2 separate regions of the Sus scrofa genome follow, and region 2 is linked to region 1. The links are chromatin contacts, called in public targeted proximity ligation maps. All regions are on one chromosome and are shown on one strand. The core of a region is the stretch at or near the end of the contact, and the rest is flanking DNA. Distances in the headings are between cores, read along the strand shown.

Evidence for each region.
Region 2: a targeted proximity ligation map of skeletal muscle shows a contact between it and region 1, with 2.9 times the contacts expected there. A contact is called at or near these places in 7 of 47 Hi-C or Micro-C datasets (brain, embryonic fibroblasts, fetal heart ventricle and 3 more) and 1 of 2 datasets of targeted methods (skeletal muscle).

Annotation. Positions count from the first base shown.
Region 1 is chr4:42,653,143-42,660,787 of Sscrofa11.1, reverse strand. No RefSeq gene overlaps it. Among named protein-coding and RNA genes, the nearest start is that of PDP1, 120 kb to the left of the region's middle.
Region 2 is chr4:42,722,031-42,729,675 of Sscrofa11.1, reverse strand. No RefSeq gene overlaps it. Among named protein-coding and RNA genes, the nearest start is that of PDP1, 52 kb to the left of the region's middle.

The DNA of each region.
Region 1 (7,645 bases), core at 2,393-4,892:
AGGCTAGGGGTCTAATCAGAGGTTGTAGCTGCCAAGCCTATGCCAGAGCCACAGCAACGCGGGATCTGAGCCACATCTGCAGCTTACACCACAGCTCACCTCAACACCGGATCCTTAACCCACTGAGCAAGGCCAGGGATCGAGCCCACAACCTCATGGTTCTTAGTTGGATTCATTAACCACTGAGTCACGGCAGGAACGCCGAGATATTCTTTTCCATCAGAAAAAAAACTCAATTGTTCCAATTTAACCAGCATCGCCCCACCCCACTACCATCTGTCAGTGGCAGGGTAGAAAGACAGCCAGGATATAGCAGATAAAAAGAGCCAGGTACTGATCTAGGCCCTAGGCTTGCTCCCTTGTTAAGAGAAAACAAGGCAAACTAATTCCTGGTGAAATGTGAGCAGCAAAGAAAAAGGAGACTTGAGCTATTAATTAGAAAGGAAGAAGGCAAAAGTCCCGCATCTGTTAACACCTTCCTTTGCGCTAAGCCCTCTCTGTACCACAAACGTCCAACAAACACACAAAGCTCCATTTTGAATGATTGGAGATGAAAAAGAAAAGTTTTGACCAATGTGAGGATATAATCTTTAAGAAATGTAGATGAAATAGGTAAATGTCTACCTGTCATATTTACTAATTTGATTATCAAGACATGAAAATTCTAGTAATTAAAAATACTGCTTTTAGGAGTTCCCGTCGTGGCGCAGTGGTTAACGAATCCGACTAGGAACCATGAGGTTGCGGGTTCGGTCCCTGCCCTTGCTCAGTGGGTTAACGATCCGGCATTGCCGTGAGCTGTGGTGTAGGTTGCAGACGCGGCTCGGATCCCGCATTGCTGTGGCTCTGGCGTAGGCTGGTGGCTACAGCCCCGATTCAACCCCTAGCCTGGGAACCTCCATATGCTGTGGGAGCGGCCCAAGAAATAGCAACAACAACAACAACAACAAAAGACAAAAAAAAAAAAAAATACTGCTTTTAAACATTCCCAATCTCACATTCATGAAACCATCTAACATAAATTCTTCATCTTCCTTTTACTATGACTAAAGTTCACCTTTTAAGGCCAGTAAAAGTTTTCCAAAAACTTTTGTTACTTGGAGATAACACTGCAATTTGAATGCACACAATATGCTGTTGATGAAAATTTACCTTAGGCCCCAAATATCCATTTCTATAGGATGTAGTACAGTTGCACTTTTTCATTCATTCTCTAAATGTCTGTTTATGATATTTGTAAGATAACCCCATTTACAATTGCTTTTTAAAGTGATCCTCAAAAAAGGCCTGTTTTCAAAGGTATCCAGTATTTGCTACTGTGAAGTCATATCCCTAGATTTACAACTAAATCTGTATTATTCCAAGATGATACAGATTTATGACAATATATATATTAAATTTGCCTCCTTTGAAAAAGCCACTGTGTAGAGCAACCCCTATAACCACTCCAAAGGCACTGATGGGGCATTGTTTCAGAACAATTTGTCCTTCTCAAACAGTACTTTGTCAAAAATGAAATGAAGAGAAAAAATTCCCGGTTGTCGCTTGTTGCAACCTGGATTGCCCAGGAAGCAGTCTTCTGAGTGCCTGCTTTATTGGATATGCGCAGGCAGAACCGGCGGGGGAAGGAGTGGGTAGAAAGGTGTGTTCCTGAGTTGTACACCTATCAGTATTAAGGCAACAGAGTGCCCTGGCAAGACCCCTTCCAACCTTTCAAGAGGCCTTATAATTAACTGTTTCTCAGAGTCATGTGGGGTAAGGGGGAAGAATTTATTATTACCCAGCCGTAGTCTTCCTGGGGTCCATATTCACCCTTGGGAGGTAGGCCCTTCCACTCCCGGGGTGCTCAGCCCCTGCACTCATTAGAAATGCAAATTCTTAGGTTCCACTTCAGACCTCCGGAATCAGATACTCTGGCTGGGGTCCAGCAATCTGTGTTTTACCATGGTCTTCGGGTGCTTCCTGTGCTTGTCAAAGTGGAGAACCACTGCTCTGTGCAAAATGGCAGTGAAAAGATTTGGCGAGAGTGGCTGAGGCCTGAGACCTGAAGGGCAATCAATCCTCTGTTTCCTCCTAAATCCACATCCGCATCTCAGGCTTTCTTCATCCTCTAACTGGCGGCAAAGGAGAGATGCTCCCCTAAATGGAAGGGAGAGAGATGGCCAGGGTCCTTCCAAACAGACTCTCTTCCCACTGAGAAGAGGAAGGAAGATGGCTGGTCTGCCCCGAATCAGTTTACTGCCTCAGAACATGCATAAGAGAGAACCACTCACTCCTAACACCCTTGTGCCCTTGAACATGACCCAATCGGTGTCCTAGAATCTGAACAACAGATGAGCAGCTCCCAGGGAGTGAGGAAGGGAGTAAGCAGAGAGGCTTTCCCTATGGGATAAAAGGAGTAAAAACAGTCTATCCTGCCCTAGGGAACTACAGCCCTGTGGTTTCTCCTCCGCTTAACTTACTGTGGGAAATAAATCCCCTTTGTTGTTTTTGATTAATTGATGTATTTTGGGCAGGGTGAGCTCAAGTACCCTAAATTGTGGGGATTTTATGTTGTGTGTTGGGAATTATTAAGCAATAGATGTAAAAATTTTCCCATATCAAAAGTTTGGGCATAGTTCCAGGAGCAGAACTTTCCATAGCAAAACATCATCTGTTTTCAAATTACTCTAGGGGTCAAAGGAAATGCTTGTGGAAGACACTTAGGACCTAAATCAGTCTCACAGGTCAGGCTGGCCACTCGCCTAGGCCTTCACCGGGTGGCATGGGCCAGCCTGTGCCTGCGAGCAGTCAGGCAGGCAGGTTTATATAAAAGGCCCTAGGAATAACACTGTATTATGGTTTTTGTTTTATTTTTTATTACAATGTGAAGCTAGAAGTTCTACTTTGGCCCAGTTCTCTGTATTGTCACAAATCACTAATACTCAAAGTTTGAGATCGTTTATTCAGAATAGCTGGGATCTTAAGTCGTTGTGCCCTGGATTCCGGCAAAGAAAAATATCTCAGGTACATAAGAAAAGTCATAAATGTCATATATAAAAGTTTACGAATTTTATTATTGTCCTACTTTTCTTTTTTGGCAAAATTACGCCTTTTAAAATTCAGTTCACATTAGTCACTGGCCACCCGCGGCAGGTCGTTGGTTTCCATAGTGCCGGCGACTGGCTGGGGAGCTGCAGGGTAATTATTTTGTCACAGGAAGTGCTCATTCCAACACGACATTCTCTCAAACATTGAGGCAGCCCCAGTGTTTCAAAAGATAAATTTTGAGGACCTTGGCGTGAATCTGCACTCTTCTGAATGCCCTAACTTCCTGTCTGGTTTTATGTCTGCTCATTTGCGACGATTCCGTAAAGGGAGCCGAGACACAGAGGATGTGCGGGGGTTTCAGTCCGATGTCCATATTCTGGTTTTGAAAATGATTCAAACGTACCAAACCCCGAAGCAGCCTGCCACTGAAGGCTTTCACCGATGACTGCACAGCCTGGCAGGCTAGGCGGCCCTGGGCAAAGGCCAGCGAGCAGGAGGTCGGAGCTAACAGAGTCCCTGATCCTTATTCATTAAGCAGTGGTGTGTGCAGAACTTTGTACCGGGATCGGAAGTAAATGCCCCCAAAACGCTGAGCCAGCCTTGCAGTCGCGAACCTGCATTAAGCCTGCAAGGTGCGATGAGCTTGCAGGAGGGATGTCTCCAGCCAGGGACGCACCACTAAACCATAGGGGATGGAGTCTAAGGAAGGCTCCTATATTTAGAGAAGGGTTGTGTTTTGTTTTGTTTTGTTTTGTTCTCTCAAGTGGAGAAGACTCCAGATCAGGGTGGAGATGCCCTCTGAATTTCCTTTCTCCCGATTTTGTTTGGAATTCTCTAGGAATTTAGGCGGACTGGTATCCTCTCTACCCCTGTCCAGGACTCTGGCGGGGTCGCTGCCTCTGACTCACATTGAGTGAGGCTGAGAAGCCATCAGCCCCAGACTTAACCTTTCACAGACTTGGAAACTAGCCCAGGGAGGAGGAGGTCAATCCGCTGACAGAGTGGATTTGGATTCAGCTCACTGTTCGCTCCAAAGGAGCTTTTATTTTTGACTCCTTCCCCACTGCCCTTCCTCCTACCCCAGGCTTCTAGAAGATGATCCGTGTCACTTCCAAAATGTTTTCCCTCTGGAAGAGAAAAAGTTGCCCTTACTGAGGCACAGGATCAGAGGTGGGACAAAACTGAGCTCCTGCTGGAAGCCAGATAGGAAGTCATAGCTTTTTCAGGCATTTCTCTGAGTAAAGCCAAGAAACCCCAAAAGACAAGAGGAGGTTCTGGAGTCATTTTGAATAGTTTCCAGGAATCACAGTCAAAGTCCTGGTGTCTGAGACTGACCCTCTTCTACGTGTTTGGGACCCTGAGATGAGGCAGGCCCTGTCCTCAAGATCTAAGAGTCTAGGGAGTTCCCGTCGTGGCTCAGCGGTTAATGAATCAGACTAGGAACCATGAGGTTGCGGGTTCAATCCCTGGCCTCCTTCAGTGGGTTAAGGATCCCATGTTGCCATGAGCTGTGGTGTAGGTCGCAGACGCAGCTCGGATCTGGCGTTGCTGTGGCTCTGGTGTAGGTAGGCAGCTGCAGCTCCAATTAGACCCCTAGCCTGGGAACCTCCATATTCCACGGGTGTGGCCCTAGAAAAAGACAAAAAAAAAAAAAGGAGTTAAGAGTGTAGTGTAGAAGGCAGAAAAGGAGACCAGATCTAATGACAGCCCTGCTGCTGCAAGAGAGCATGCGCAGCACTTCAGGAGATGGGGGAGGTGGAAGGGGCACCTTTCTCAGTCCTCTGGGGTATCAGGTAATAGAGGTTCCTGCAAAGCCTGTGGCATTGCCATGAGTTGTGGTGTAGGTCACACCCACACGGCTAGGATCCTGTGTTGCTTTGGCTGTGGTGTAGGATAGGAGCTATAGCTCCATTTCTACCCCTAGCTTGGGAACTTCCATATGCCACCAGTGAGACCCTGAAAAGCAAAACAAAATACAAAAACAAGAAACTCACCACAGACTTTTTTTTTCTTTTTTTCTTTTTTTAGGTCCACATCTGTGGCATATGGAAGTTCCCAGGCTAGGGTTGGAATTGGAGATATAGCTGCAGGTCTATGCCACAGCCCAGCAACCCCAGATCCTAGCCGTGTCTTTGACCTACACCATAGCTTGGGGCGACACTGGACCCTTAACCCATTGAGCGAGGCCAGGGATTGAACCTGCATCCTCATGGATACTAGTTGGGTTTGTTACTGCTGTGCCACAACAGGAACTCAGAGAGAAGCTCACCACAGACTTTCCTAAAACTTCCACAGACTGGTATTTTGATTTCGGAAATGGTATTAGTGGTAGGGGTGCAATATGATATTACACATAGGAAAGGACTCACTATGTCATATTTGTTGAATAAAAAAGTCACTTTTCTGGAATTTCTTCTTGCGGAAATATTAATTGGGAATTTTGACTGTATGTTTTGCTAAAAACTAAAAAATATAATATAAAAAATAAAAAAGATCTATAATCCCAATAACCAGAGATAACTACTGTTAACTATTGGTGTTTTTGAGTTGAGGTCATACAATTTGACCTTTGCTTTATTTAACAATATATTATAAGCTGTTTCAAGGTAATGAAAATGCATCACGAACATCATTTTAACCTGTGCATTATATATATATATATATATATATTTTGTCTTTTTGCTATTTCTTTGGGCCACCCCCCACGGCATATGGAGGTTCCCAGGCTAGGGGTCTAATCAGAGCTGTAGCCACTGGCCTACGCCACAGCCACAGCAACGCAGGATCCGAGCCGCATCTGCAACCTACACCACAGCTCATGGCAACACCGGATCGTTAACCCACTGAGCAAGGGCAGGGATCGAACCCGCAACCTCATGGTTCCTAGTCGGATTCGTTAACCACTGCACTACGACGGGAACTCCGCATAATATTCTATAACCTTTGTAGCATTCCTTTGCTACTGTAAGTTTGGTCTATCTAAAGCTTGCTATTACAAATAGTGCTGGCAAAAGATATTGAGGATGAATACTTATACTTTCAAATGTGGCAAAATGTTATCAATAATTTAATCTAGGTGAATGGCACATGGGAGTTCGCTGTACTTTCAACTTTGCTGTGTTTGAAATTATTCATAATAAAACACTGGAAATAATAGTGGAGTGATAAACTCTTTTGTATACAATTTTTTATCCATGTATCTCATTTAATCCTTTAATTTTCTGTTAATGATGAATTCCTAGAGCCATTGGGTTAAAAGGTATGACCCAAAGGACATATTCTCAAATTGTCCTCTTGGAAGGTTGCATCACAGTATGTGAAAACTTTAGTCCTATTCCATCTATGCCATCATCGAATATGATTTTTTATTACTATTTGCTATTTGATATGAAAATTTTTATATTACTGGATTTCTTTGGTTACTAATAACTTTGAACACTTTTTTTCTTATTTTCATCAGCCCTTTGATTTCTTTCTTGAAACATAACCTTGACCCATTTTTCCATTGAAACCTTAGTGTATTTACTCAGGTCCTTGAATAAATTTTTTTTTAATTTAATGATATTTTTTTCCTGGGCAATATATTTATTTATTTATTTATTTATTTATTTATTGTCTGTTTGCCTTTTCTAGGGCTGCTTCCCACAGCATATGGAGGTTCCCAGGCTAGGGATCTAATCCGAGGTATAGTCACTGGCCTACACCAGAGCCACACGGGATCCGAGCTGCATCTGTGACCTACACCACAGCTAACAACAATGCTGGATCCTTAACCCACCGAATAAGGCCAGGTATCGAACCCAAAACCCCATGGTTTCTAGTCAGATTCATTAACCACTGAGCCACGACGGGAACTCCTATATTAACATCTTTAAACATTTAACTTTTAATTGCAATATGAACTAGCAGTCCCTGCCTACCCCTCCCCATCAACAGAAATATTTAAAGAGATTTTTTAAAGAGCTGTTTCTTCTAGTGTTTTCTGTAAGTAATACACTTTTTTCTTTTTTGCCTATTTCAGATTCATTAGAATATAATATATGCAAAATAAAATGTGCATATTTTAACTGTACATTAGATGAGGGTTTTAAAAAATTATTTCTTTATATATATATTTTTTCTACTGTACAGCATGGTGACCCAGTTACACATACATGTATACATCCTTTTTTCTCACATTACGTGTTCCATCATAATTGACTAGACAGAGTTCTCAGTGCTACACAGCAAGATATCATTGCTAATCTGTCCCGAAGGCAACATTCTGCATCTATTTACCCCAAGCTCCCAGTCCCTTCCACTCCCTCCCTTTCCCTCTTGGCAACCACAAGTCTATTCTCCAAGTCCATGATTTTCTTTTCTGTGGAAAGATTCCTTTGTGCCATATGTTAGTTTCCAGATATAAGCGATATCATATGGTATTTGTCTTTCTCTTTCTGACTTACTTCACTCAGGATGAGAGTCTCTAGTTCCATCCATGTTGCTGCAAATGACATTATTTTGTTCTTTTTTATGGCCAAGTAGTATTCCATTGTGTATATATATACCACATCTTCCTGATCCAATCATCTATCGATGGACATTTGAGTTGATTCCATGTCTTGGCTATTGTGAA
Region 2 (7,645 bases), core at 3,771-6,270, 68 kb before region 1:
GGTTTCATTACCACTGAGCTACATTGGGAATTCTGGGCCACACGACTTTAAATGTCAAGCTTATGATCAACAAGAAGGGAACACGACAGTCATTGCACGTGTGATAACTGCTTTGCATTGTGTGTCTAGATAACTGCTTTGTGTTGTGTGTCTTATCTACTCATTCATTCATTCCATATTTATAATTAGTCATGAACAGGGCAGACAAGGTTTCTGTTCTGATGGATTTCACCAGCTGCTGTGGGAGGTGATGGGAGAATGTAGACAGACATTAAAGAATCGCTGACAAGTGGTCTTGGTTTTACAGAGATGGGGTCGTGCTCTGTACAATAGTCAGCATTACCTAGTCTGGGAGGGTGTGGAAGGTGGCTGCAAAGATGGCCACCAGCTGTTCCTTCCAATCCTCTAAGCACATGCCACTCCAAGAAATAGAGTCTATTTTCCCTCCTCTTGATCTCTGCTGGCCCTGGGACTTGCTCTGATTGGAAGAATGTGGCAGAAGAGACACCACATGACTTTCAAGCATAGTCCTTTTTTTTTTTTTCCCTGCTTTTTAGGGTGCACCCAGGGCATATGGAAGTTCCCAGGCTAGGGGTCGAATCGGAGCTATAATTGTCAGCCGCAGCCACAGCCACAGCAACGTGGGATCCCAGATGTACCTGCAACCTACATCACAGCTCATGGGATCCTTAACCCACTGAGCAAGACCAGGGATCGAACCCCCATCCTCATGGATACTAGTCGAGATAGAGCCACAACAGGAACTCCACCAAGCATAGTCCTTAAGGTGACTTGCACCTTCTGTCTTCACCTTCTTAGAAGTCAGCCACCATGTAGAGAAGTCCGGCTGGAGAGATCTTGTGGGGAGATAATGAGTCCCACTTGGCCATCTCAGCTGAGGTGGCTGCCATGAGAGTGACTGAATCCTCCAGGCTCAGCCAAGCTAGTGCAGCCAATGTCACGTGGAACAGAAACGAGCTGTCCCCACCAAGCCCAACTCCATCGAAGACTCATGAACAAATGCATCAGGGGTGTTTTAAGCCCCTAATATTTGAGGAGGTTTGTTATGTAGCTGAAACAAAGGGCCAACGTGGGTTTCTGGAGAAAGTTCAATTTTAGCTAAGATTTAGAATTTTTTATTTTTTAGGATATAGTTGATTTACAATGTTAAGCCAATTTCTGCTGTATAGCAAAGTGATCCAGTCACATATACATCCCCTTTTTTATATTATCCAAGATACTGGATATAGTTCCCTGTGCTATACAGCAGGACCTCATTGCTTATCCATTCTAAATGTAATAGTTTACATCTACTAACCTCAAACCCCTAGGATTTTAGCTCAGATTTGAAGAGTAGGTAGAAGGAACTGATGTGCCAGGCAGACAGGGCAACACACCAAGGCCCCAAGGCTGGAGAATAATGATGCCATCAAGAACAAGAAGAAGCCTGGTGTGGTTGGAATATGGGGAACCTGGGGGAGAGTGGCTGTAGATGCTGGAGGGTAGACAAGGGCCAGATAATACAAGGCTGGTAGGTAAGAAAATACTCTATGTGATTTTTCCCTTCATCCTGCATAGTTAGCAACACAAAAATTAAAGTAAGTGCTTTGTCCAGAGGGGAAATTCTAGTCCATGGACTTTGCTACAGCTGTACCCAACCACATTGCTGATTACAAACAGAGTCTGAAGAACCCTTTATTGAGCCAAGAAATATCCAAGAAATATCTGTTGAGCACCAGTTACCTTCATCATGGCAAAAAGAACTCACAGTTCATGCTAAACATGAGTCAGTGACATGCACATAAAAAAGCCAGGAACACACACACACACACACACACACACACACACACACACACACACTCCAAAATCTAGAGGTGGGAGGTTAATGTCAGGCAAGCCTGTCTCAACTCAGAGAATTCACTTCGTTTACTGAGCTTCATCTGTAATCTTGGAATGACAACACTCACTCCAGGAGATTTTTAGGAGCCTTAAGTGAGAAAAATGTAAGTAAAACATCTAATAAAATACATGAGAGGTGCTAAAATTACTATGGCAAATTAAAAGAGAAAATATTGTGTCAACACATTTCTAAGCAAGGCAAAGTGTAACAGCAGAAGTGAAATTCAGTCATTTATGACAACAGAAAAATTTTCCTCTTTCGTCTTCTTTTTTGAAAAATTTCACTGAAGTACAGTTGATTTACAATGTTGTGTTAATTTCTTCTGTACAGTAAAGTGATTCAGTTATTTATATATATATATATATATATATTTCGTATTTTTTCCATTAAGGTTTATCACAGGATATTGAATATAATTCCCTGTGCTGTATAGTAGGACCTTGTTGTTTATGGCCTCCCTTATTATGTTTATCAGGAAATCTATTCTTGTCCATAGATATAGACCCTCCTGAAAAAAAAAATATATCGCAGTTTAACTGTTGTTAGCAAGAACTTCTCCTAAATCCTTTCCACTCTCAATGACATGGTAGGAAATTAGTCTCTATCTTCAGACACTGTGATGTTCAAATGTGCCACAAGGAAAGAAAAAAATGGTACTTGGTGTTGCTTATGTGCCAGGCACTTTGTATACGTGAGGTCATGTAACTTCCTCAGCAAGTTCCAGTGATAGGTATTACTCACCCATTTTGCAGATGTGGAAAGTGAGGGTGGGAAAGGTTACTGTTTTCCCTGACAGTAGGTCCCACAAGCAGAAAGGGCCAGATTCTGAATTCACACCCAGGTGTGCTTGACTCCAAAGCCTGTGCTCTCTGCCACAGGCCCACACCCGTCCTTTTTGGCATACCTGTGTTAGATGCACTGTGGTTTCTGAAGGGCGTAGTCCCAATTTAAACACTGCAGTCCCCCTGCAGTGTTTCTTTAAGGACCAACCTAGGTCAGGCAATTGTTACTGTTGTCTTTTTAGGGCCACATCCACGGCACATGGAAATCCCCAGACTGAGGGTCAGATCAGACCTCCAGCTGCTGGCCTACACCACAGCCACAGCAACGCCAGGTCCGAGGCACATCTGCAACCTACACAACAGCTCACGACAGTGCCATATTCTGAACTCAGTGAGAGATGAATTCAAAAAAAGTGGATCATTTCTTAGGAAGGTGAACATTCCTGGGCACAATGAATCAATACAGTTAGCTCACTGGAGATTGTGCTCAAGAAAAAAAAAAACAATGACCAGCAATGACCATCATCTCACTGTCTGCTTATTTTAAAAATTACTGATCTAGGGAGTTCCTGTCATGGCTCAGCGGAAATGAACATGACCAGGATCCATGAGGATGCAGGTTTCATCCCCCGACCTTGCTCAGTGAGTTAAGGATCTGGCATTGCTATGAGCTGTTGTGCAGGTTGCAGACGTGGCTTGGATCCCGAGTTGCTGAGGCTCTGGTATAGACTGGCCACTACAGCTCTGATTTGACTCCTAGCTTGGGAACTTCCAGATGCTGCAGGTGTGGCCTAAAAAGAAAAAAAAAATTAATAATTACTGATCTAGGAGTTCTCAGCACGGCTCAGCACAGGTTAAGATCCCTGGATCCCTCACTCAGTGGGCTAAGGATTCATCATTGCCACAGGCTGCTGTGCAAGTCACAGATGTGGCTCAGACCCGCTATTGCCATGGCTGTGGTACTGACCTCAGTTGCAGCTCCGATTCCATCCCTAACCTAGGAATTTCCCTATGCCACAAGCGCAGCTGTAAAAAGAAAAAAAAAATTACTGAACTATTTTAAAGCCTGTCAAATCACCTAAGGGTCAATGGAGATTATCTCTAAGTGCCATTTTAACACCAGGATTCTTTTTTTTTTTTTTTTTTTTTTTTTTTTTTTTTGTCTTTTTGCCTTTTCTAGGGCTGCTCCCACGGCATACGGAAGTTCCCAGGCCAGAGGTCTAATTGGAACTGTAGCTGCCAACCCAACACCAGATCCACAGCAACATGGGATCCGAGCCGCATCAACGACCTACACCACAGCTCTCGGCAACGCTGGATCCTTAACCCACTGAGCGAGGCCAGGAATCGAACCTGCAACCTCATGGTTGATAGTCAGATTTGTTAGCCACTGAGCCACGACAGGAACTCCGAGGATTCTATTCTCTCACAAAGTCTGCCTTGTTGGATTGCTTTGGAAATGTGGAGATGCCTATGTGCAGAAGTCTGATTGTTCTCTTCTTGGGTATGGGCTCCTGATTATCTAAGAATGGAGAGTCTCTAAGGGAGTCCGGGCTGAATGATTACTTCCAAGGAAGGAAGGAAATAAACATTTATTAAATTATGATTTGTGCCAAGAAATAGGCTAAGAATTTTCCCCTCATGCTATTGAGCCTAAATCTGGCAACCCAGCCTGTCCAGGCTAAATTAGACCTAAAAGAAGTTTAAGAATAATTCCATCTTCATCACTGGTACCTGCTTGTTGTGGAATACAGAGGCTGAGGTGAGTAGATATACATTCGTCCAAACATCCAAATAACTGATTGGCTGGAGGTGTGACATGCAGACAAAACTGGGGAGAATTAACAGAAAAGAGCTGGGTAATTTGCAAACAGAATATTTCAATGCGATGGTGAGACATTCCAGACAAATCCCAGAAAAGGAGAGAATATACAGCCATCACTGAGGGAGGCCTTGTTGGGACAACAGAAAGGTCGGTAAAGCCAGGAGACAGGACCATAGATGCAGCTAGAAGCAGCAGAAGAGGTTGTGAAGGCATGATAATAACTACAGTTTGCCGTCAGGTGCCTGAACCACAAAACATCGGTCCACCTCTGTGTTATGAATAAGAAATCATGGCATCAGTGGTTTCCGTTCTGAATACTAGGAACAAACACAAATTACACCGTCAGCAAGGCAAGGGTTAGTCATATATAACTGAATCCAACAATATACCCTGAAGTCCAAAGCTAAAGGAAATGGAACAAAAAGAATCAGCGCCTCTGGAAGAGTAAGAGGGCGTGATGGCAGTTGCAGGGAGTAGTCAACAGGTGGGGCTGGGGGGCTTCTAACCCCTTGGGTTTCCGCAGGGAGCAGGGCGTCTGCGCACAGAGCTCGGCTTCCTGCAGTGGCAGTCACACTCTAATCAAATACACACACATCCCACCCGATCCTGTTAACGGGGTCGGAGAAAAGTGATTCCAACCCAAGTGAGGCGTGGGCAGCTGACAGCGCAGTGATGTGTGTGGATCCTGCGTAGGCTCTGACGCAGCCCCGGGACAAAGCCGGCCCTTTTGCCACCTTCAGCCTAGAGGATCTGTGTCGTGGAGACCCAGAGGCTGGACCGCAATGGGTATCTGCTTTTGAAACGCGGAATCTCTGTTCCTGTTATTTTATATAATTTACCTATTTATATCCCTCTCACTTATGAATGATCTCATCTGTCCAGAACCGGCATTTTCTCCAAGAAAATGATTTTGTCCATAAATGGAAAGAACAATCAGCTAGAAATGTCCCCATCGTGGTGCATGAACGAGAGCCCTAGAGAATCAGCCTGAAATTGGCAGCAGGGCTCCGTGGGAGGGGATAGTCGCTCTCCCCTGGTGAGCGGTCCCCGTGGCAGTGGGGCAGGTTTTAAGTGCCATGAAATCTCTGCCTGATTTACTCATGGTTTTATGCATTCAACCTCGGCATTGTGCCTGGCACATAGTACCTGCTCAAAACTTGACTCTTTACTGACTGAGTGAACAAATGAATGAATGAAGCTTTCAGGTGGGAAGGTTGCCTGGCAGTCAGATCTATATTTAAATTCTGCTTCTTACATCCTGTCAGGGACTATATCCTGGGCAAGTTTTTTGACCTCCTCTTGGTCATTAGTTCTGCATCAGTAATGTCCTGAATTTGTCACTCTATCCTCAGTGTCTGAAAAATGATAGGTGCTCAATAAATATTTTGTGGACATGAGACTTTGTGTCTCAGTTTATTCATCTGTAGAAATAAAATCAGTGCCATGATATCTACCTGGAAGCATGAGCTGTTAGGAGGATTAAATGAGGTGATTTTTTTTGTTGTTGTTACAGAATTATATCTTTTTCTTTTTTTTTTTTTTTTTGTCTTTTTGCTATTTCTTTGGGCTGCTCCCATGGCATATGGAGGTTCCCAGGCTAGGGGTCGAATTGGAGCTGTAGCCACTGGCCTACGCCAGAGCCACAGCAACACGGGATCCAAGCCGTGTCTGCAACCTACACCACAGCTCACAGCAATGCCAGATCATTAACCCACTGAGCAAGGCTAGGGACCGAACCCGCAACCTCATGGTTCCTAGTCAGATTCGTTAACCACTGCACCATGACGGGAACTCCTTTTTTTTTTTTTTTTTTTTTTTTTTTTTAAGCAAGCAAAGTGTTTATTACAGGAAAGCAGATAGCTCCCAGGGCTGCTGGGAGCGGGAAGAAGAGTCCCCTTCTTCTGTTGTCCTTTAGGGTTTTTATTCCTTAAAGATGGGGGGTACCAACATGGGGTCCAGAAAGATGTGGTTTTCTCCCATTGGCCTTGCTCAATTACCTATATCAGTCCTTGTCCAATAGGGTCTTAGGGGTGGGAGGTGATGTATTTACAGTTCTTGGTACATTAGAAGTGTTGAATAAGTGTGTGGTAGGTATTACTTTTGTTGGCGACCATCTCCACTGTCCTCTCTTACCTTACTCCAGGTAATCCTCAAATGTGAGCCTGGCTGTCTGTGTTCTGCCCATCCCCCTCCTACATACTCTCTAAATGCTTCAGTTTTCACTTAGAGCCATTCAAGAAGTGTCCAGCTGGGGAGGCCTGGAGCAGAGATCATTATCCTCTTTAGCCCAAAGCTGGAGATCTGGCCCCTGGTTGCAATGCTCAGCCAAGAAGAAGGCAACAGGCTTCCTGGGAGCTGGGCCTGTTCCCAACCATCCCTTTAGCTCAGGGAGGGGCCCCCAAGAAGAACACTGCAGTCCAAGCTCAACCTTTGGAAAGAGCCACAGCCTCCCTGTTTGGAAAGATACTCCCCAAGCAAGTCCTGTCCATGGCCTCCTTGAAATTTACTTTGAGAAAGATACCAATGGGTGTTCCCACCTCAGGATTGGAACTCATATGCTCCAAAATACAGGGGATATATGATTCTGGAAGCTTCTTGGAAATTCAAAACCTCAAGACCCATCTAGAAGAGGCAGACATCTGCAACTCTAGATGAGTGAAGACAGTTTTCTCTCCAGGATAAGAACAAGCAGCCTGGCCCAGAGAATTCTTGCAGAGCCACTCAAGCCTGTGTTTCAGTAAGACGACAACCCAGAGAAAACCCAGCAGCAACAAGACTCCTTGGAGAGTGTTCTGTTGGGATGGGAATGAATGAGAAGCATCTTTTAGGGAAGAGGCAATGAGGATGACACTGCATCTGTGTAGTGTTTTGATGGTACTTACCAATTTTATATTTATATTGTCTGCTTTTATTTTTAAAACAGCTCTGTTAATTCAGTAGACCAGGCACATTTAATCCCATATTACAGTGGGGAAAACTGATATTTAGAAGGTCCAGCTGATTTTCCAGACTTGCATTTAATTACACGCAGACTTGAAATTTTGTTTGCACCTATAATGCTTTTTAATGGCCCATCCAACCTCCCAGCTCCCAGCTGAACTTAGACTCAATGGAAGAAGCTGAAAATCAGTAGGATGC